Regions from separate parts of the Zea mays genome. Here region 1 is linked to region 2. A link is a contact called in public Hi-C data. All regions are on one chromosome and are shown on one strand. Each heading gives the region's core, a stretch centred on a gene start, on an enhancer-like site or on the middle of the called end of the contact. The rest is flanking DNA. Distances are from core to core; before and after follow the strand shown. Region 1 holds the start of LOC541799 (silky 1). Region 2 holds the start of LOC100284380.

Region 1 (7,854 bases), core at 2,145-4,644, 250 kb after region 2:
GGGTGTGGACAATGCAGCTGTTGATGCCTTATCTAGGCAACCTCTTCAGGGTTCATGTTTAGTTGTATCTACTTCTGTCCCGGATTGGCTATAGGAAGTGGTGCAAGGATATACTACCAATACTTTGGCTCAGGAATTTTTAGCTAAGCTTAGTTGCAGTCAGGTGATATGGCTCCTTTCACCTTGCATCAGGGGGTTATCAGGCACAATGGACGCATTTGGTTGGCAGGCAATACACATCCGCAGCAGAAGGTGATTCAAGCTATACATGATGCTGCCATTGGGGGACATTCTGGAGCTCCTGCAACTTATAGCAAACTTAAGCCTATATTCTATTGGCCTAGAATGAAATCAGTTGTTTATGCTTATGTGAAGGCTTGTGTTGTTTGCCAGTGGGCAAAACCTGATAGAGCTCGATACCTAGGGTTATTGCAGCCTCTTGCAGTGCCTAATCATACTTGGCTCACTATATCACTTGATTTCATTGAGGGACTACCTAGATCCGCTAACTACAATTGTATCCTAGTGGTTATTGACAAGTTCTCAAAATATGGACATTTCCTTCCATTGCTTCACCCCTTCACTGCTCCTAAGGTGACTAAGTTGTTCTTGGATCAAGTCTATCGACTACACGGGTTGCCAACCAATATTATTTCCGATCGGGATCGAATCTTCACCAGTTTGTTTTGGCAACAATTGTTTCAGTTGACTGATGCACGGTTGTGTATGTCTTTGGCCTATCATCTGTAATAGGGGTGGAAATTTGGCTCGGGCTCGACGAGCCGGCTCGGGCTCGGTGAGGCTCGGCTCGGCTCGAGCCGGCTCGCGAGCCAAAACGAGCCCGAGCCGAGCCTGATTTTGTAGCTCGCCAGAACTGCGAGCCGAGCCGAGCCGGCTCGGTCCAGCTCGCGAGCCGAGCTAACAACGTCAAGTATACTATTATACCATATTATTGTTATGTTTTGAACTATTTTATTGAATTTCTTAAACTTGATATGTGATACACTTATATTGTAGTCTAAAAATATATAATACATAATTTTTTTTATCTTATATATAATAAAAAATATATAATTTATACTCTAAACGTGATTTAGTGTGAGGCTCGCGAGCTGGCTCGAGCCGGCTCGCGAGCCGTTACCGAGCCGAGCCGAGCCTCTAGGTCGGGCTCGCAAAATGACCGAGCCGAGCCTGGCTCGGCTCGCAGCTGCACCGAGCCACGTCGAGCCGAGCTCGGCTCGGCTCGTTTCCAGCCCTAATCTGTAACACCTCGTCCAATACCTGGACCAGCGATACTTACTCCTGGCAGCTCTCTAGGATCATATACTGTCCCCACAGACCAGCACGAGTCTTTTGTGCACACTTTGTCCTTACTCATGCGCACCCAAGAAAAACTTCCCAGTCGGTCACCCATCCCAAATTGCTCCAAGCCAAGCACGCTTAACTTGGAGGTTCTTTCGAGATAGGCTTCCAAAAAAGAAGATGCACCTTGTTGTTATGGATACTCTATTAATTCTATTAAGCCTTGGGCCAGGATATCACCATCCTAGGGGCCAGGATACCACGTCATCCTCAATCGGATGGTCAAACCGAGAGGTTAAACCAATGTTTGGAAACATTTTTTGCGCTGTTTTGTGCACGCCTTCCCAGTGAAGTGGTCTAAATGGTTGTCTGTCGCCGAGTATTGGTATAATACTTCTTTTCACTCCGTACTTGGGCGCACCCCATTTGAGGTTTTATATGGTTATGCTCCTCGTCACTTTGGTATTTCATCCAAAGCAGTGGTTACTAACATGGAGTTGGAGGAATGGTTGAAGGAAAGGGAGTTGATGATTCGGGTCATTAAGTTACATCTGACTCGTGCACAGGATAGAATGAAGAAGCAGGCTGATAAACATCGATCAGAGAGGCATTTCGATGTGGGTGACTGGGTGTATTTGAAATTGCAACCATACATTCAGTCCTCCGTGGCTACACCTGTCAATAAAAAACTGGCATTCAAATTCTTTGGAGCTTACCAAATCTTGGCTAAAGTGGGACCAGTGGCTTATCTCTTGCAGCTGCCTTCTACTAGTTCTAACCATCTAGTCATACACGTTTCTCAACTGAAGAAAGCGGTTGGTCACAACCAAGTGTTAGTTCCTTCATTGCCTGATGATCTCAGGCTAGTTCAGGTGCCCATCTGAGTGCTGCAGCGCAGGATGATTGAGTGCGGGGGTGAGCTGGTAGCACACATCAAAGTGGTCTGGTCCGGTATGGATGACTCTTTAGCAACTTGGGAAGATGTTGTGGCTCTCTGTTCTCGGTTTCCTGAAGCACCGGCTTGGGGGCAAGCAGTCTTCCAAGGCGGGGGGGGGGGGGAAATGTGGACAGCGGAGCGGCGCAGGCTGATGAAACTGAAGGCAACCACAACCTGAATACTGATGAAGAGAAAGCGCGGGAAGTTTGAGTTTAAGTGAACAGGCTGAGGCGTGTGAATAAGCTGAACCCAAAATATCTTGAGCCAACTTAGGTCGTGTAATAGTTGCTGTGGCGTTTACAATTGGGCCATGTGCCGTGTAATAGAACGGCGTCGTTGCCATATAAGGAGAAAGTCAGACCGGAAGAGGTAACGAAGAACATAAACCTGATTCCTTCGCCCAACTCTTCCCTCTTCTAGTTCTTCTTCTTCAATCCACCTTCTCTCTACCCGCTAACTTAACAGTGGAGTACATCTAAACTAGCTTGTCAGTTGTCACTTGGAGTAGAACCAAACAGACTTTGATCATGCATGTAATCATGGCCCGGTAATTAATGCATGGTTGTGTAGAGCGACCGAGCGAGCGGTTTGATTTGATGCCGGTGAGGTGACGTGACGACGCTAGGTAGCTAACAAGGAGGTAGACGATAGCTGCTACCTGCTAGCAGGAGGTGTGTGATCGAGAGTTGACAGCCGGTGCAAAAGGAGGAGGCCAAGAGAAGAAGAGAAAGCAAAGGAGGAGGGAGTGTGCCGGAGAAGAGGATCCGGAAGCCAAAACCGTGCTAACCGTTGTGCCAAAAGCCGCCACCACGGCTGACCGACGGACGGCACGGTGGATTGATTGGAAACGCGCCGAGATCGACCCAGCCGGCCGGCGCTTACACCCACGCCGCGTCAGATCACAGGGGCCGGGCGCGGGCGGGCACTGCACGGCACCCACAATACGGCACGCGGGCGGGCGGGCGGGCACGGTGCCCCACGCCTTTCACGGATCGGGCAGCTGTCCCCGTCCACGCCGCGCACCGCGCCCCGTCCTCGCCACCCCGAAATGCACACGCACACGCCTTGTCCTTGCTTGCTTCCTTGGCACCACCGCCTCCCCTCCTCTCCTTATTACCACCACCTAGCTAGCAGCGGCAGCGGCAGCACCGGCCTGTTGTGCTGCTCGCTCAGACAGCTCTGCTAGCTGCATCCTCCTAACTCTCCAGGTCTCTCTCTCCTCTCCCAACTCCCAAGTCCCATCCGGATCGAGACGCTGGAGGCGGAGCGCCCCCCCGGGACGGCGGCGGCGACGATGGGGCGCGGCAAGATCGAGATCAAGCGGATCGAGAACGCCACCAACCGCCAGGTGACCTACTCCAAGCGCCGGACGGGGATCATGAAGAAGGCGCGCGAGCTCACCGTGCTCTGCGACGCCCAGGTCGCCATCATCATGTTCTCCTCCACCGGCAAGTACCACGAGTTCTGCAGCCCCGGAACCGAGTCAGTACTCTACTCAGTAGTGCACTAGTGCCTGCTCTTCCTCTTCCATCTCCCCTCCCTCCTCCTGGCCTCCGCGCGCTGCTTCAATTCGCTGGCTGATCGATCTGCGTGTGTGTTGGTTGGTTGGTTCAATCGCAGCATCAAGACCATCTTTGACCGGTACCAGCAGGCCATCGGGACCAGCCTATGGATCGAGCAGTATGAGGTCCGTCCGTCAGCCATATTCGTTTCCCCGGCCCCTTGTGTCTTTCCTTTCCTTTCCTTTCCTTGCTTGCTGCTGGCCGCCGCCTCCTCTCTTTTGCTTCGCTCGCTGCTTTATCCACATGTCCATGAGATGATGAGATCTAAAGCTCTAAACGATTTTCCATGCTTTATTGGTTTTGATCTCTCTGCAGAATATGCAGCGCACGCTGAGCCATCTCAAGGACATCAATCGTGGTCTGCGCACAGAGATTAGGTCAACACAGCACGGACGAACAACCGCCACTTTCCTCTTCCTGTGCTTATTCCTCATATGCATGTGGATTTTCTGAGCGAGATGTCCCCGTATACTACGAGGGATGGATCCGCGAGTTTACATGAATTAGCTCCGAGCACACAGGCTTGCTGATTTGTGTGCTGCTGTGCTCATCAATCAGGCAAAGGATGGGCGAGGATCTGGACAGTCTGGACTTCGACGAGCTGCGCGGCCTCGAGCAAAACGTCGACGCGGCTCTCAAGGAGGTTCGCCATAGGAAGGCACGTACAAACCCTAATCTCTTGCGTTTTTTTTTTCTGACTCCCCTAGCTAGTCCTAGCTAGTTAGGTATAGATCTGTCATATTATCTCTTCTGCGGGCTGATGATGCGCTCTTCAGATCTGTTCATATTTCATGCTCCTTGCTGCTGGTAGATCTTTGTTCATGCCTTCTGATTCGGCTTTGAATCTTGTTTTTGAAGCCGTCATTAGATAGATCTCTCTGGCGTGTTGTTCGCAGTTAAAAAAAAGGAGATTTAGGATTCTTTACTGGGAGAGATAGATTCATCTCTTGTACACTAATTCAGTCCCAGTGTCAATGCATCTAATTAAGTCCTGTCAAATAAAAGTTTCTTTCTTTTTTTACCTTAAACAAAAACATTTAGCCCTGATTCAATATTTTTCTATTGGTCTACTAGAATTAGATCTTGTTCTCAAAAGAAAATTAAAGGTGGGGAAAAAGAAAATTGTTGCTACTAGTAATTTTTTTAGAATCTTGAATAATTTCATCTCATCATGTCCATGTTTTAGTCTTACTTACCTACCTCTTTTGCTGATCCCTTCTCTCGTTTGATTTTTCAGTACCATGTGATCAGCACGCAGACTGATACCTACAAGAAAAAGGTAAGAAAATCTAGCATTATCGGCTAGAGACCGTATCTTATGCGCAAGGAGCGCTAGTGCTCCCATGAGCAAAATCAATCCATACCACACCCTCCACATCCAACGGTGCTGCGTCAGGGGGTTTTATAAAATATTCTTTGCAACTCTGTACATTTTACAAAAACCCCCTCTGACGCAGCACCGTTGGATGTAGAGAGTGTGATCTAGATTGATTTTGCTCATGGGAGCAGCAGGGCTCCTTGCTCATAAGATACGGTCTCTATCGGCTAAGTACATAGATTTTCTTATACGTCAATTGGGCAAGTTTGAGAGCTAGCTTAGCTGCCCCCAATTTGGTACAGAACAGAAATTTATTTACCTGCATATCGATCTATATATAATAATGGGTTTAATAATAATATACCTAGTTCCTCCTTTAGTTCTTTACCTTTCACATGTGACCAGTTTCTTGATTTGATATGTTGGTCATAGAAACGTTTCCAAAACAGCTCTCACAACACTAGCCAATGCATAGTTTTATGTTCATCATCCTTTTCTCTCTCTCTTTTTAGGCTATTATATCCAGCTTTTCTTATGTCTTATTTAAGCATGGATTCTTTTAAAATAAGATAGAAACAGCTGATAATTTGCTTACAAATAAATAAATATCCCTGCCAACACTTCTCTTAACACAATATAGCAACAGAACCGAGCAGACACTTGAAAAATTATCCTTGCACGTTTGTTGACTCTTCAAGTAGTGATGAAAGCAAATATCCGACAGGCACCACCACGCCTCAAACCGAAAATCAGCAACCTATCTAGCTGTTGTCCAGTGTACATTACCATGCATGTCTGTGCATTTCCACACTCAACTACTCCTTTCCCCCATGTCAATCAGCATCTGAGGCGCTCTACTGAAGGTAGCTCCACGTTGTAGTAGAGAACCGGCCGCTAGATCTCTTGGCCCATCTCATGTGCTCGATGCACTCGTCCACACATGTATATATGCAAAGCGCTAGCTGTATCCAATCAGTAGGCGCATTGGCCTCTGTCTTTTAGAAGCTAGGATGAATTGAGCACGAGCAAGGACTCTGTAGTGTGTTGGAGCATCCATGCATACGACGCATGCGTCGTCGTCTGCGTGTCTAGCTAGCTAGCTAGCTAAGGCTGCATGCCGCCTACAGATCATGACATGCTAGCTTATTTGGTCCCCGTGCTACTAGCTATCAGCTGGGAGTAGCATGTTAAGCGCTGATTTTTATGGTGTTGCACCGTGGCATGATATGCACCCACAGATGAGGACCGAGGGTGTAGGCTTTATGATTTGCAGAGGTATGGAAATGGGACTCATTAATTAGTGTGGAAGTACTTTTGCTTGATTGTTACTGAATGTATGTAGTCTGTCAATACGTACACAGCCATGTGTACTGTGTATATTGACTGAAACATGTACGTTGCATCCAGCTCATCTCCAAATCACCCAAATATTTCTTTCTCTCTCTATATATATCACTGAAATGTTGTCCATGAGATATATGCAAATAGCTAGCTGCTTACCCTTTCTTTTGAGCTATCAGTTTCATAGTATGCCTGTTCTTCCACTCCCACAATCATAACTAGTATGTAATATACATTGCAGCTATATATATATATATATATATATATATATATATATATATATATATATATATATATATGTTTGTTCAAAAACAAAATGCAGTAAGAATGTCTGAGCAAACGAAGAGGACCTTTTTTTAATCAATTTCTCATGAATTGAGCCACTTCAGGGCCTGTTACTTATCTTAATACATGTGGATTGGGTAAGTTTAAATCCATAACAAGTTAAAATCTCTACTGTTTTGTTTTCAATTTTATCCTATCTATGTGGTGTAGTAATAACCGAATAAGGCCTCATGCATGGTTTATTTGTTGTGTTTAATATACATGTATTCTATAGAGCGGCTTTTTCCTTTGATACGATTCAATCGATCGACCTTGCATTGTTGCTGAATTACACTGCTCGTATGTGCTGTGCGCGCATACGTACATTGCAGGTGAAGCACTCGCACGAGGCGTACAAGAACCTGCAGCAGGAGCTAGTGCGTTTTTCATTACATACTGATGATAGATCTCCGCTAATAAGCTTAGCGCTGGTCGATCGATGTGTACGTCTAATTAATCCACGAGCTTCTTGGACTCCTTTAGGGCATGCGGGAGGACCCGGCGTTCGGGTACGTGGACAACACGGGCGCCGGCGTCGCCTGGGACGGCGCGGCGGCGGCGCTGGGCGGCGCCCCGCCGGACATGTACGCCTTCCGCGTGGTGCCCAGCCAGCCCAACCTGCACGGCATGGCCTACGGCTTCCACGACCTCCGCCTGGGCTAGCGCATCCATCACCATGCTGGGTGGTGCTGCTCGATCCTACTGCATGGCAATGCAAGCTGGTTGGTTAGTTCGCTCATGCATCGTCCGTCAACAAAGCAAGTAAGCAATGCAATGCAACCGAGGTACTGTAATAGCCAATAAAATCTACTGCATACTGCAAACCCAATTACTGGTAGCTTAGCTACCGCGTGTGTACGAATCAACCGATTAATTACCGCGCCCTTAGCTTGCATGTCGTCGTCGTCTGTGCTTTTGGCGTTCGTAGACATGTGTGTATTGTATGCATGGGTCCTGTTCATCTGCATCCATGCATGTTGTTTATGATTGTAATTGTTGTGTGAAATGGCTGTACTTTGTTATGATCACGTGAAATTATATCTACATTCGTGAGACTTAACCAGTGTTCA
Region 2 (7,118 bases), core at 967-3,466:
GCTCTTATAGAGAAAGTTATAGTGATCTTGGCTACAATTCTGGGTCTCAGGTATCTGACTTGGACTGCTTATTTAGTTATCATTGCTCACCTTTCATATGAAAAGGCATTCATGTTCAAGTTTTAAGGTGTGTGGGCCAATCTATAATTCTAATGTTTTCAAAAAATCAATATGGTGGTTTTGTCATATGCCTTTGGTTGAGATGCTCCTAGTTCTCTTTATATGCAATCATCTGTTGGTCAGCACTCAGCAGTGTACGATGTTTAGATCATGAACACACAATGACGTGTTGACATGTGCGCTATAGTTTCTAGTGATGTTTTGCACCTTGATTTAATGTAAGGAAAACTCACTTTTTTAGGACATCTCCAGTCTCCCTTAAGCCTTCTTAGGGCTTGTTCGGTTTGAGGTGGATTGAGGGGGATTTGAGGGGATTAAATGCCATCCTCTACAACCCTTCAATCCACCCCTAACCGAACAAGCCATTGAGGATTCTTTAGTCTCTTCTGATGGATTACACTTTTACACTAGTGTGTTATAGTTCTGAATAACTGGACAGCGGTAGATGTTTTCTTTAGTATCATGCCTTTTTGAGCTAAAACTGTCATGTGTGTGATTATGGCACCTGATTGAAACCATGCTCCAGGCGCATACGTGATGAGCTTGCCAAGCAGAATGAGGAAACCACTGAGCTTACCACAAAGCTTGACAAGGTGAGTGGTAGTAAACTAAGGCCGCATGCCCATGCTTTCCGTGTCATCGTTTACATCAGAGACCAACCAAAATGTTTTGCCGGCCATATGCAGGAAATCCACTCACTGAAGGCCCAGTTGGAGGCAGCAAAGTACGATGTCATCAAGTACTGCATAGGTACCATTGTTTCGATCTCAGCCGTCGGCCTCGCCGTCCTCCGCATCGTGATGTGAAGGCAGCAAAGCAAATACGTTCTTTGGTTTTACCCATATTCGTCGCCCGTCCGTGGAAACCCGCAAGAAGAGAATAGGTTCTAATTCTGTTCCTAGTTTTTAAAGGGGACAAAACGTGCTCAGGGGAGGGGGACACTTGGTAGTAGGGAGATGTTGCTCAAACTTGTAAAAATAGATTGCCCGTGGAAGAAATGCATCCGAAATGATTCTTTACCTGTGCTGAAGCGTGCCTGGTCTCCAGAGCTGCTGAAGCCACTGTTACTGTGGGGGATCCTGAACTGTGTTAGCCTCGTCCTGTGTTGGAGCCAGCAATTTGGGCTCTGCCATCTGGCCGTTATCAGTTCTGCCCACTCGTTTGATTTTTGATTGTTGTTCCTGTCAGATATGGACTTTAGCTCCCGTCGAGGACTCGCTGCGCATGTTATGTGTAGGACCGATCTTGCTAGAAGCTGGTAGAGCTAGCCCTAAGGCCAACTCCAGAAATAGTCGTGCAAAACACTGTTTTGCAGTAATGTTTACAGTAATATTTACATAGTGGAGTTTGAAATATGAAGAGGATATCGTGGATAGTCTAAACCGTGAATAGAGGTAACAAAACACGAAAAACAGAAGATCTAAAATTTTGGATAGTGTCAGGGAAGAGGATCCAAGCCTCCAATTGTGCAACCGTAGAAGGTTTAGCCTCTAGCATTTTCTTGAGTGAATGCTAAGACTCTGTAAGTGGCTCATTATATTTATGTTGGGAATCGCGTTACTTTATCGGATGCCAAAATGGATTAAAGGTATGTTTGGATCTAGAAGCTAAAACAAAAATGGCTAAAATTTAGTCAATAAAGATCTAAACAGAAAGAGTTAAAAATAAATAAAATAGTAAATAAAAATATTATCTTAGTCACTTTTAACTCATTCTGTTTATATTTTTAGTTTCCAAGTGACTAAATTTTAGTCATTTTTGCTTTAACTTCTAGATGCAAACATGCCCTAACACTATATAATTTAGTCAAAATTGTACATCATACATAGATCAATACTACATCTATGAAGTAAGAAGACAATAATCAATTACACAAAGCTAATTTTGAGCTATAGGCTGAGAGCTAGCAGTAAAGCCATCTCCAGCTACAGGAGATCATGTATAAGGATATGCAAAATGCACAGTTTATATAGTGAAATTAAAAATAACAAGTGAGATATAGAGGCTGAGATAGTCTAATCCGCGAGTTAATAAACCCGAAGAAGCACAAAACCAGGTGGCGAACTTTAGCCTCATTTCTTCCCGTCTTCCCCAAACAAGATCTCGCCTCTCCCCGTCATGGCGGATAATTTAATCCCACCACCCCCATGCTCTGTTACATTATTGCCTCTTCCTCTCGCCGCACCCATCCCACCATGTCCTCTTCTCTGTTCCTCTCCAGCCCCCTTTTCAACCTTTGACGCTGTAGCTTGAGAGCGAGCTTAGTGCCTACCATATTCTCCTCCTGAGCGACTGAGCGCTGGTCTCCGATAGGCTCGCCATGCAGGTGCTCTGCGACGTCTGCGGCGGCGCGCCGGCCGCCGTGCTCTTCTGCACTGACGAGGCCGCGCTCTGCTCCGCCTGCGACCGCCGCGTCCACCGCGCCGACAAGCGCCGCCGCATCCCGCTCGTCCAGCCCTGCGGCGACGACTCCGCCGCCGCCGCCGCCGCGCCGCTCTGCGACGTCTGCAAGGTGACGGTGTCCGGTGCTTCGATCAGCCGGAGGGGATCTGATTCGGAGCTGCTGCTGTCTGCTGACATGGTTGCGTTCTGCAGGAGCGGAGGGGCCTCGTGTTCTGCGTGGAGGACCGCGCCATCCTGTGCCCCGACTGCGACGACCCCATCCACAGCGCCAACGACCTCACCGCCAAGCACACCCGCTTCCTCCTCGTCGGGGCCAAGCTCTCCGCCGCGCTCGTCGACCAGGCGCCCCCCTCCCCTGACGACGACGACGACGACGTCGCCGAGCCCGACGCTGTCCCCGCCGCCTGCGCGGCCAAGGCCTCGTCTCTTGAGTCCGGCGGCGGCAGCAGCATCTCCGACTACCTCACCAACATCTGCCCGGGCTGGCGCGTCGACGATCTTCTCTTGGACGACTCGTCGTTCTCAGCGCCATCTGTACGTGCCCGTCCGTCCGTCCTCGCCGTGCTCTATTCTGTTTCTATTCTATGTCCACAGCCGGATCGCGCTAACGGATCGGTCTCTCGGTGGTTCTCGGAAGCAGAAGACCGGCTACAGCGACGGCCACGATCAGGTGCCGTCCGTGGATGCCGACCTCTTCGACGTGGTGGCCAGCGGCCGGCCAGGCAAGCGCGTCGGCGGCGCAGCGCTGGGCTTCGACAAGGCCCCGGCCTCCGTTGTGGTCGTCCCGACGCAGGGGTGCGTGACGGAGAGGACTTGGAACAGCGACAGCGACGTGTTCGCGGTGCCGGAGCTCCCGCAGCCGCCGCCGGCCAAGAAGGCGCGGCCGGCGCCGGCGCCAACTTTCTGGTGCTTCTGAGCTGTACTGTATCAGTCCGGCCCGGCCGGACAGTGTGTGTACTTGTCGTGACTTCTGTGACCGCTGTGTGTGAGCTTGCTTACATAATACTCACCGCTAGTGGTTAGCAGTGCTCAATCCCAATTAATTAGGTTTGCTGTGTCGTGTATCACTCACAGATCATGAGGTGGCAAAAAAAAGCTTCGAATTACCGATCTCAGAGTAGACTTTGACATGAACCTCGTCAACCCATTTTCAGGTGCAGGGGATCTGTTCAGCAACAAAGGGAGCTCTTTGGTAAAGGGACACAATAAGAATGTTAAGAACGGGAATTATACAGAGTAGGAGGACAAAGGAGGTGTTATAGCAAGTCAAAAGGGGATATAAATTGCAGATTGACATCAGAGGTATGGGGGAACAAAGACCGATTTGGACAGTTGCACAACATAATTTTTTAGAAAGAAGCGAGATATAATTGGGATCTAGGAAACTAGCCTAAACTAGTATATGTCCGTGCGTTACTACGGAATTAATATGCTAAAATACATTGATATGTCAAAAATATGTGTTTTATCATATTGATTCTGTAGCAACGCACATGCATATACCTAGTATATATATATCACATAGATAGGCTTTGTTTAAATGGATATTTGTTTAAACATATTTCAAATCTTTACAATAATAATAAATTAAGTACTCGTATGTTGCTACGGATTACATTTATGTTTGAGTATAGAGTATAAAATATAAAGACACGTGTGTTCTATTGTTTGCTTAGTTGGGTGTGAATGTAAGCCAACAAACATCATAGTTCGAATCTCATTTGTGCGTAATTTTAACCTTTTTACCATTTAAAGAACATAGTAAAGTGTCCGTATGTTGCTATAGTTTATTTTTATGCTTGAGTAAAGAGTATAAAGTACAAAGACACATGTGTTCTATTGATTTGTATAGGTGGGTGCAAATATAAGTCTAGAGCCAACCACCACCATAGTCCGAATCTCATTTGTGCGTAATTTTAACTTTTTTACCAATTAAAAGACATGTTAGCACCTTAATCATTTTTAAGTTGCCGTTAATCTCATAGAACCTACAACGACTTGTTGAACACAAGCAGAGACTTGGAAGTTAAAATAAACTTGCACCTGTCATCATAATGCGATAAAAATACAGTGCTCAAATAAATGTGAGAACACAAAATATCCAATATCTTGCTCTGCACATCACAAATAAAACGAAACTGAGCTGCATCAGCCCTTCGACCTCACCATGACACCATCTTATTGGGCATGGCCTGATACTCTTGACACAATGGTTTTCCAGGATGTGGCATAACCTAAAGAGAACCAGTTCACATTCCATTCATGTGCCAAACTAATACAAGGGCCACATGGTTAGAACCTTAGTGTTCTAACTTCAAACTGAAACAAGGATCCATGGAAGTCATCAATCTGCAAGCAGAAACACCTCTGACTGATCAAGCATCAACAATGGACAAGCTAAGAATGACAATCAGGTGCACATTCTGAAAGAAATAAGAATCAGATCCACAGTTATTAACCTTTCCAGCTTTATTCACCATGGGATGAGATCCCCCGTTCACCGCTCCTCCTCTCATGATGCTACTAACAACCACAAAGAGTGGCATAAAGGGACAACATATTATGTGAAGCTTAGGGATCCAAAAGCTGGAACAAATGAACCTTAAATGCAAAGGCCAGAGACAGCGTCAAGCCCTAAACTGGGATCGTTGTGTTTTAGAGACATGTTTGCAAATTGTGAATCCAGGTCTCTGCTATTACTACGGCTATGGGTAGGAGTCTGTTGTTGCGGTACATGCTACTAGAACAATATTCTAAGACGACCAATTTCCCTCTCAAACATCTCCTGCTGATCTGCAAAATTAGCAAGAAAAATTGGTGAGTCAACTATTTTAAAAAGATGATTGATGAGCTCCAGTATATTCCTGATGATTTATGAGTCAAATGTTCCTTACTGAACAATTTCTGAAGCAACGCCTGTTAAAGCCTGAAATGCAACTATGATGCTATACTCTATAATTTGAACCGAACTTTCTAGATAATCTCATTGTTCTCATAGAAGTGGTAATGCAGTAGTCTTTTATCAAGATAATAATGTTTTAGCTACAGCCACTGTCCATTAGAATTTAGCAAAGCAACTATGTGAAAGCATCTAGGCCCCTGGTTGGTTTTAGTGATTAATGACAACGTAATATTATATGTGACTAACGTGTGTTTTGCAGAGACAAATGGTAAGTTAGGTCGCATGACAGGTAGAAGTACTACGACGGTGAAAACAATCCCGGAGATAAGAACTCGAAGCGACGACTAAAACGACGAAACAAAAGGTGAAGGTCTACGGAGTCCGAGTGTCAAGGAGATGTGGACACTCGCGGTTTAGTTAGGTCTTTTATTCTCTTTTAGCCGTACTATAAAGAGGGGTTGTCGATGAGTAGTTTGACCAAGAGAGTTCTAGTGTAGTGTTGGTGCACAATCACACTCATATACAGTGCTAGGTGTCACTCTAGAACTCACTCACAAGTTAGAACGAAAACCGATTTGAAAATCAGCTGAAAATCAAGAGTTAGGGTAGGAAGAGGCATTCCCTTCGCAGAAACCCGAGAGCAACTGTTTTAGAGTTGAATTTTAGTGGCGCACCGGACATCGCACCGGACTGTCCGGTATGCACCGGACAGTGACTGTTTACTGTCCGGTGTGCCATGAGTCCAACGGCTAGCTGTCAGAATTAGCCGTTGGAAACAACCGTTGGCGCACCGTTGGCGCACCGGACTGTCCGGTGCGCCAGTGCGCAGAAAGTTGCCTGTAACGACTAGTTGGTGGGTGAGGGCTATTTATACCCCTTCCACCCACCATATTCAATGTCTTGCACTCCACATTTATTCCAGCACATTGCTAGAGCATTGCAAGCACCAAAAGCCTAGTGAGGAGATTAGAGAATCTTAATCCGCGTTTGTTCCTCATTAGCGCTAGCGAGAGCCACCTAGAGCACACACCACTTGCATTAGGCTTCTCTTGGTTAAGCTAAAGTCTACGGCTTGTTACTCTTGGTGATCGGCATCACCTAGACGGCTTGGTGGCATTGGGAGCTCGGTGATTACCGTGAAGATCTTGTTGGTGACCCGACTCAAGTTTGTAAGCGGTCTCGAGGGATCCACCGCGCCGGAGTGGCAAAGGATCATCTCGTAGTGAGCACTTGGTTCTTGTGAGGACTAAGGGGGAGCGATACCCTTGTGCGGGTGCTCCAACGAGGACTAGTGGAGAGTGCCGACTCTTCGATACCTCGGGAAAAATTGGAGGAGTCTTCTAAACCTTGCTTTACATTCCGCACTTAATTCAAGCACTTTACATTGTGTATTTGTTTAGCAAGTATTTGAAGTATTGTCTTAGCATTGTTGCATTTCTAGTATTTTATTCTTAGTGCTAGTTGTTGGGGTGAAGTTGGGCTCTTGCTTAGCTCTTGCTTAGGTTTTAATTAGTGTTGATTTTTAGAGAAGCCCAATTCACCCCCCTCTTGGGCATCGTGATCCTTTCAATTGGTATCAGAGCCTTGTTGCTCATAGATTAGCTTAACCGCTAGGGTTACGATGTCCGGTGGGGATGGACCTCCTCCCGTTTTTGATGGTGACGATTTTCCTTATTGGAAAATTCGTATGGAA

Evidence for each region. Hi-C and Micro-C count contacts between places; a contact is called where the count stands out from the background.
Region 1: a Hi-C map of leaf shows a contact between it and region 2, with 6 times the contacts expected there. The contact joins the promoter of LOC541799 here to the promoter of LOC100284380 in region 2. A contact is called at or near these places in 2 of 25 Hi-C or Micro-C datasets (endosperm and leaf).

What each region holds. Positions count from the first base shown.
Region 1 is chr6:94,454,873-94,462,726 of Zm-B73-REFERENCE-NAM-5.0, forward strand. LOC541799 (silky 1) reads left to right here and starts at 3,395. Exons shown (of 7, transcript NM_001111481.2): 1 at 3,395-3,721; 2 at 3,860-3,926; 3 at 4,117-4,178; 4 at 4,360-4,459; 5 at 5,039-5,080; 6 at 7,117-7,161; 7 at 7,268-7,840. The coding sequence starts at 3,534. The coding sequence ends at 7,447.
Region 2 is chr6:94,203,142-94,210,259 of Zm-B73-REFERENCE-NAM-5.0, forward strand. It overlaps LOC100284380, which reads left to right and starts at 2,217. Exons shown (of 2, transcript NM_001412854.1): 1 at 2,217-3,057; 2 at 3,164-3,636. The coding sequence starts at 2,441. The coding sequence ends at 3,326. It overlaps LOC100285948, which reads left to right. Exons shown (of 7, transcript NM_001158837.2): 6 at 647-713; 7 at 807-1,440. The coding sequence ends at 926.